Linked DNA regions of Ovis aries: region 1 is linked to region 2. A link is a contact called in public Hi-C data. All regions are on one chromosome and are shown on one strand. The core of a region is the stretch at or near the end of the contact, and the rest is flanking DNA. Distances in the headings are between cores, read along the strand shown.

Region 1 (3,691 bases), core at 218-2,717, 65 kb after region 2:
CAAAATAATCTTTAGGGGGAAGTGAGGGATGGAGCCTCGCAAAGCCAGAGCAAGGCCTTGCTCTGGCTTTGCTACCCCTAGAATAAAAAGGGGGGAAAAAGAATAGTAACAACAGTATTATAGAACACAGGGGACAGTATTTAAACCCTAAACACTCGCCCAAAACCTTGCTATTTAAAGCAGGGTTCCAGAAAAAGGCAGCGTTGTATCATCCGGGAGCTTGTTACAAACTCGGGCTCTCAGAGTGCCCCCAAACCTCACCCGACCCACGGAAACATCTTCGGCCTTTAACAGGTCCCGGGTAACTCGCGGGTGCACAGATCTGAAACCTAAAGTCGTGGTGGAAAATCCGAGCGCAACCAGCAGCCATAAAGTTGAAAGACAGTAATCCGGCCCGCAAATTGCTCAAATGACCCAATCCCGGGAGAGGGGATAAGGGTGGGGTCAGGTCCGGGCGCACCTTGCTCAGGTCCGCACCGATGGCCGCCAGGATGTCCTTCTCGCGCTCCTGCACCATCGCGCGCAGGGCCTCGAGCTGCCGCCGCCGGAACGTCAAGGGGCGAGAGCGGCCGGAGCCGAAAGCCGCGCGAACCCGCTGGACCTCGCGCTCCATGGCCAGTCCTGCAGGGAGAGGGGAAATCCGGCGCCGTAGGCGGCGGGCGGGCAGAACGCGGGGCCGCGGGGCGGTGCCGCCCCATCCCCGCCCTCCACCCGGTCCCGGGCCCACGGCTCACGGCCCACGCCGCACCTCAGCGCCAGACGCGCCGACTCAGCCGACGCCAACTGCCCGGCCGACGCCCAGCCAGCAGCGCTCAGCCCCGAATCACGCGCCGATTGGCCGGCGCGGCCCACGTGACCCCCGCAGGCCGGACACTGTGCGGGCCCCGCCCCCAGCCTTCGGCGGGCGAGCCGGGGAGGACGACGCGTGGGGGCTGGAGGGGACCTCGGCTGCGCCTGCGCCTGGGGCGCGCGGTTCAGACCTCGCAGACCTGGCCCCGCGCCAAGCGGCTCGGGAGGCGGCGCTTGGCCGCCCACACCGCTTCTTCCGGGCACCGAGTCTCTTGGGCTCGTCACGCATGTCATTACCCTGCGGCATCTCTTCTTCCCTTATCTGCCGCTCTCCTCCGCTTCCACCGTCCGTTTGCTGTCCCCTCCCTCCCCCACCCCAGGTCCCTGTCCCACTTTCCCTCCTCCACCCCGAATCCTTGTCCCCCTTCCCTCCCCCTCCCCGAGTCCCTGTCCCCCTTCCCCTCCCCGAGTCCCTGTCTCCCTCCCCCACCCCCATCCTGAGTCTCTGTCCCCCTTCGCCTCCCCAAGCCCCTGACCCCTTTCCCCTAGAGGGCCCGGGCTCCGGCTCCCCCTGCACCCACGGTGACAGAGCCCGCTGCCGGTGGGTGCTCACCTCACTCTCCTCACCTGTGCTGGTTGGAGGAACCTTCTGGCTCCTTCCTGACTTCACTGAGACTTTAATCTGCCTGTCACGTGATTGCTTATCATCTCCCTGTGCTTTGACTCCTCAGGGAGAGAACCTGTTATCCGGAGGTGAAGGACTCTGCCTCAGGATGGGGAAGTCTGCCCCTTTCCCGGGATGCCTCGCTGATGCTTCCCCAGAGGTGCGCTTCCCTCCCGGCCGCGGGGTCTCCCGTGAAACCTTCAAGGGTCCTGTCGCGTCTCCTGTTTGATGTGTGCTCTTCTGACAATATACAAAACTGTTCGGAAAACCGAGCTTCTGCACAGCGCTTTCCTCCATGTGGTTATTGCCCACCTGGGCTACAGCCCTCGGGTCTGGCCAGGAAAAAAAACAACAACTCTCTTCTAGTTTTATGAGCAAACTCCTTGGAAAAGACTTCGATGCTGGGAAAGATTGAGGGCAGGAGGAGAAGGGGACAACAGACAATGAGATGGTTGGATGGCATCACCGTCTCAATGGACATGAGTCTGAGCAAACTCCTGGAGATAGTGAAGGACAGAGAAGCCTGATGTGCTGCAGTCCATGGGGTCGCAAAGAGTCAGACATGACGTAGCAACTGAGCGACAACAACACAGTCTTGTGAGAGAGGTTGTTTACTGATCACTTGCCTCCACACTCCGCTGCAGCTGATCACTGCCATCTCCTGGAGGCCAGCTTCGCTTGTTTGCCTGTTTGTGTTCTGCTTGTGTTTGGCTTTGCTTGTTTGTGTTCTTCTGGTTTTCCTTTCTTTCCCTCACAGAGTCCTTTGGGTCTTTCTTTGCCGGATCTCTTCTTCCAGGCCTCCTGAAGTTCTGGTGCCTGAGGACTCAGTCCCCAGGCTTCTCCTCTTTCCTCAGTCACAACCTCATCTAATCTCCTGGACAGTGCTGGAGGTTTTCAATTCCATCTGGTCCTACCCTTTTCTTTGAACTCCAATAGGCATGTTCAACTGCATCCCTTTCATACTGGCGTTCATAATAGGCAGGTTAAAGGTGACCATGGATAGAATTGCTCGTTTATTTTAATCTACCAAATACACTGCAGAGCTCCTCCAGTGTCCCCAGTCTCAGTAAAGGGTACCATCCTTCCTTTATCCTTTTTATTCAGGCCAAACTCCTTAGATTATCCTGATTCTTTGGCCTAGCTTGTTGATCCGAGCACTTCTGCCCTAGTTTAAGCCATGATAATTCTTACCTGCACTTTATGGAACCTCCCACTGGGTTCCCTGCTTCTGCTGCTGACTTTGGGAAATTGTCATTTTTTGTCCTCCAGTTGCCCTTATGTAACCTGCCCCACAGACTCCCAGCATGTCGGAACTGTACTTTGCCAGGTTCTCACGGCTGCTGGCTTCCAGTGGGTTCTGCCTCTGGAGGCATGAGCAAGAGTGAGCAGGGTGAGGAGGAAGGCAACTTTCTGCTTCTGGGTTCTGCAGTGTGGTGGTTGCCGGCCATTCCTGAGGTGGAAGTGGAGCAAGGATGGTTCCTCCCTTGGCCAAGGGGGCTATGTCTGGTAGACGCAGGGTGACAGTGACAGCCTGTCCGGGTGGCACAAGGTGCTGGTGCAGCCCCCCGGGTTCCTTCCAGCCAGGGGTATTCTAAGCAGCTTCCCATCTGTCCTGTAGTCTTACTGTTTAGATTCCCTCCGCCTGCCATAGGTTGAGTGGCTTCTCTTTTCATATCTGAATTCTGACTTTGCTGCAGCATTTCTCCACCCAGCTGTCAGTCATCAACACCCTTGATCCTGTCCTCTGCTCAAAGCTTTCCATTGGCTTCCTGTGACATTTAGAGTAAAATCTAAAACCCACACTGTGTTCAGCAGCCCCGTGTGTCCTGCCTGCAGCCTCCTCTCCAGCCTTGTTCCAAGTGATCCTCCCACTGAGTGGAGTGCTTGCCTCATTGCTCACAGAACGGGAAGCACATCCCCACTCAGCGGCTTTACTCCTGCGTCTATCCTCAGCCTGGAGTGCTCAGCTTACCTAATTCCATCTTTGGTTAAACGTAACATCCTTAAAGAAAACTTCTCTTTAAAAAAAAAAAAAAGCTGTAGTCTCCAGTGTCTAAGCCAGCTCCATCCCTGAGGGTTGCCTGTGCCTGGCAGGCTTACAGTCTCAGGTCAGTGAAGGATCCTCCTGCTGTCCCAGGGCATGGCATTCCCGGGAGACTGTCCCAAAGGAGACGGAGGAAAGCCAAGAAGCATTTAAAATGCTAAATCTGTTTTCTTAATTTTATTTTTGGAGTATAA
Region 2 (3,827 bases), core at 759-3,258:
GGCTCTCAGGGTGCCCCTCGTCAGCTGCACCCCACAGGAAACACTCCCACGGCCAGCAGACACTTAGCATGGACGCCCCATGTTTCTTCTTTAGGTAAGAGGAAATTCTCTCTGTGTGACGTGATATCAATGGATACAGGTCACGATCCATGTGTCCACACCCACAGGAGGTCAATTCTGGGCTCTGAGCAGTGATGACGTGTCCACGGAGCTTCATCAATTGTGACAGATATACCCACCGAAGGGGATGTTGCTGGTGTCTGTGTGGGGGCAGGGGATGCACAGGAAGTCCCTTACCTTCCCCCCACATTTGCTGTGCCCCAAACTGCTCTAAAAGTAGCCTTAATTGTAAACAATGAAGTGTTTGGGGCATTCAGAAATATATAAAAATACTTAACACTGTTCCTTCCACCCAGCTTTAGAAATTATGTACACAGAAAGCCCTCGGTACATTACCACCCCTCTCCTGGTCTATTTCTCTCTGTGCCGCCAAAGGTCACTGCTGTCCAGATTCGGCTTGTCATCATTCACCCGTGTCTCAGCAAGTCCAGCCTCGCTCACTTGAAGCCAGAGCTGGTTCACATCTGGACCTGCTTCCTCTGATCCGCTGCACCTGGAGCCTCCACCCTGCCCGCGGGCATGGCGGGGGCTGGCTCTGCCCTTTGTCCACCCCAGCACCAGCAACTGGGAAGGGGGATCAGTAGATGGTGCTCATGTGTTTGCTGCATTCCTGGGTCCATGTGGATGGGCTTTTTTTTTTTTTTTTTTAATTTGTTGTGTTAAAACCTGCACGACATGAAGTTTAGCATCTTCACCGTTTTCAAGTGCACAGCTCAGAGGCAGTAAGCACGTGCACACTGTTGTACAGTCACCACCACCACCATCTCCAGAACCTTCTCTTCCCAAACTGAATCTCTGTCCCCATTACACCCTGACTCCACACCCCTCCCCTGTCCTCCTTTCCGTCTCTGGAATCACGTAGTCTGTCATCCTGTGACCGGTGTCATTCAGCACAGTGCTTTCCAGGCTCATCCACAATGGAGCAGGGGTCAGGATTGCCTCCCTGTTTAAAGCTGAGTTAGTATAGTAGTGGTGCAGTGCTTTTGACCAGGCCATGCTCTCTGTAGCGGCTCTGTGGTCCCGAGGGCAGCTGTCGACCCCTCCCCAGCAACCCCAGCATGGACTCAGGGAAGTCTGCTTGTGTGGCAGTCCAGGAATTACCAACTCTCCAGCCCCCGCAGGGGGTCCCAGAATCTGAAATGCCTCCTCCCCTTGGGCTCCAGCTGTTCTTCCTTTGTGCATCCTGGCTTTTCACCCATGGAGACTTCACCCAGAGTTGAGGGAGACAACTGACTCCCTCGTCTTCTCCAGCATCTCACTGCCATAGAAACAGAAAACTAGAAAGTATAGCACCTGTAAGAGTTGAGGAAGTCGTGAGCCTAACAGGGGACTGTGGCCTTTCCCTCCTCCCAAACATCCCCGAAGGATGGCGTCCCCACCCCTCCAAGCCCACGGAGGGGGAGCCCCAAGAGAGATGGGGGTGCATGCAAAAGGGACATCTCCTGACACAGGGGCCTTGTTGAACTACCCTCACCTGAGCTGATGGAACTGGAGAGACGGCTAGTCAGAGGGCCCGTTTAGGTCATGAGGATGTGAGTTTCCTTCAGCTGACTGCGCTGTGAGGAAGCATGGCCTCAGACCATCTTGCTGATAGCCGGGGAGCCTCAGCCAGCTGAGGGGACCCACAGATGATGCTGTGGAGGGTGGGGCAGGGGCAGAGAGGACTGGAAACCCCTTTCCTGGTAACTGGGTGGAGGCAGGAGCTGTGGGGCCCCTGGACACCCACAGAGGCTGCCAGGAGCACTAGGTAACGGTAAGTAGCAAAGACTCTGCCCTGGTTCACTCTCCTGCCAGCAAAACTCCGTCCGCCTCACTGCCACCCCCGCAGTGGACAGAGCCTCAGGGAATGTCGGAGGGGAGCGAGCTAGATCTGTCCTCTTCCTGGGGACATGGGCCAGAGCTGAGCTGGCACAGGCCGTGCACTGAGATCAAAGTGCTTAGTTAGCCTGGACGGAGCTTTGGGCACCGGAAATTGACCAGAAAGTGATGGGAGCCTCTTGGAATGTTTGAAGGGGTGGAAAATAAAGATCTGAGGAGGCCCAGCTGGAGCTGAACTGAAAACAAATTGAAAAGCCATTTCATATTCATACTTCACTTGGTCCAAATTTTTGTGTAGAACTAAAAGCACAAGACTCTCCAAGGGGTGAGGAAAGAGCAAAGGACACATGCTGGGGGAGTGTGGAAAGTGATTCACCTGAATGTCAGGACAGAAGGGGGATTCCTCGAGGGCCTCCTGGGGCAGCAGAGGCACAGGCCAGCGTAGGGACAGAAACGGGATTTTGCTCTCCTCACTTGTAGGAAAGTGTGCATCTGAGTACAGAGCTGGGAGGAAGGGGACCATCAAGGCCATGCAGGGGAGAAGCGCTAACAGATCAACAGGGAAAGTAGGGAAAAGGGACCATCAGAGAGGAGAGAACAACACGAAGAGTGGGCGCTAAGGAAATGGGAAGAATATAATGGAAAGTTCCAGGAAGACTGTCAGGCGGGCATCTAAGACTAACCTACCCACCGTCACTTACAAGAAATGCATAAAACTGCAGGATAAATTGCTGGAGGTAATGAGGTATGCAGACAGGTGCAAGCAAAAATTATGCAGAAACAGCTGTATTCACATCAGATAAGGTGGCATTTATGGCTGAAGCGTGAAGAGAAAAGGCAAAAATCATAAGGAGGGCCAGTCGTAAAGTTGTATGAGCAAAGCAAACTGTGGTTAAATATACACAGCAGAAGTATTGTAAGGACAGTTGGATAAAAATACAGTTAACCATGGGAGGTTTTTATACACATTGCCTAGAGTTGGACCAAGTAAATAAAAAGGAATAGTGTCCAGAAATAATCAGTACATTTGATAGGTAAAGATTCTTACAGCTATGAACAGAAAACATACCTCTCATTCTTATGTCCCTGGCATGGCTACAAAGATTATGTGACCACAAACAAAGCCTGAACCAATACAGGAAAGCAGAGAAGAAGGCCATATTTTTTTTAATCATAATCTGATAAAGTTTATCATAATCTGAGAAAGTTGTCAGTAATAAAGATGTGACGAATATAATGTTAACTGCTTTGATAATAGGAAAGTGTGTTAGTCGCTCAGTCGTGTCCAACTCTTTGTGACCTGTAGCCCGCCAGGCTCCTCTGTGCATGGGATTCTCCAGGCAAGAATGCTGGAGTGGGTCCCTGATTAATAGGAAACACGCTTCTAAAAAACAGGCCATCAAGGAGGAAATTAAAAACTATTAGAAAGCAGTGAAAATAGGAATGTTACATTCTCCAGGACATGGCAAAACCACATTCAGTGGAAAATAAAATGACTTAAAAGCCATCTGTATTAAAATAGAAAAACAAAAGACCAAGGACCTACTTTTTCAGTTTAAGTACAAAAGAAAACTGCTTGCATGCCTAGTTGCGTCTGACTCTTTGCAACCCCTTGGACTGTAGCCCACCAGGTTCCTCTGTGGAGTGTGTTGCCATTCCCTTCTCCAGGGGATTTTCCGGACCCAGGGATTGTACCTGGGTCTGCTGCACTGGCAGGTGAATCCTTTACTGTCTGAGCCGCCTGGGAAGCCCACAGAAGGAAAGTAGGAAGATGGAATTGATGAAGAACAGAAATGAATCGGCAACCTACCTGCACACTTCTCTTAGAAGATAAGTGGGGCCTAGCCTTTGTGAACACCGAGGAGCAGAAGAGCCATGGCTCACCCAGA

What was found. Hi-C and Micro-C count contacts between places; a contact is called where the count stands out from the background.
Region 1: a Hi-C map of liver shows a contact between it and region 2, with 4 times the contacts expected there. The contact joins the promoter of ALDH3A2 here to the enhancer-like site in region 2. A contact is called at or near these places in 4 of 16 Hi-C or Micro-C datasets (hypothalamus, liver, muscle and 1 more).

The regions. Positions count from the first base shown.
Region 1 is chr11:33,689,399-33,693,089 of ARS-UI_Ramb_v3.0, forward strand. ALDH3A2 (aldehyde dehydrogenase 3 family member A2) reads right to left here and starts at 1,468. Exons shown (of 11, transcript XM_042255716.1): 1 at 1,417-1,468; 2 at 461-621. The coding sequence starts at 613. It overlaps LOC121820590 (a long non-coding RNA gene), which reads left to right and starts at 893. Exons shown (of 2, transcript XR_006061177.2): 1 at 893-1,390; 2 at 1,521-3,691.
Region 2 is chr11:33,623,478-33,627,304 of ARS-UI_Ramb_v3.0, forward strand. No RefSeq gene overlaps it. Among named protein-coding and RNA genes, the nearest start is that of ALDH3A1, 9.6 kb to the right of the region's middle. Within about 2 kb of position 2,009, at least 5 of the 54 cell types and tissues checked have an H3K27ac peak or open chromatin away from gene starts, as enhancers often do. A contact at or near this core is called in liver, where this site is marked.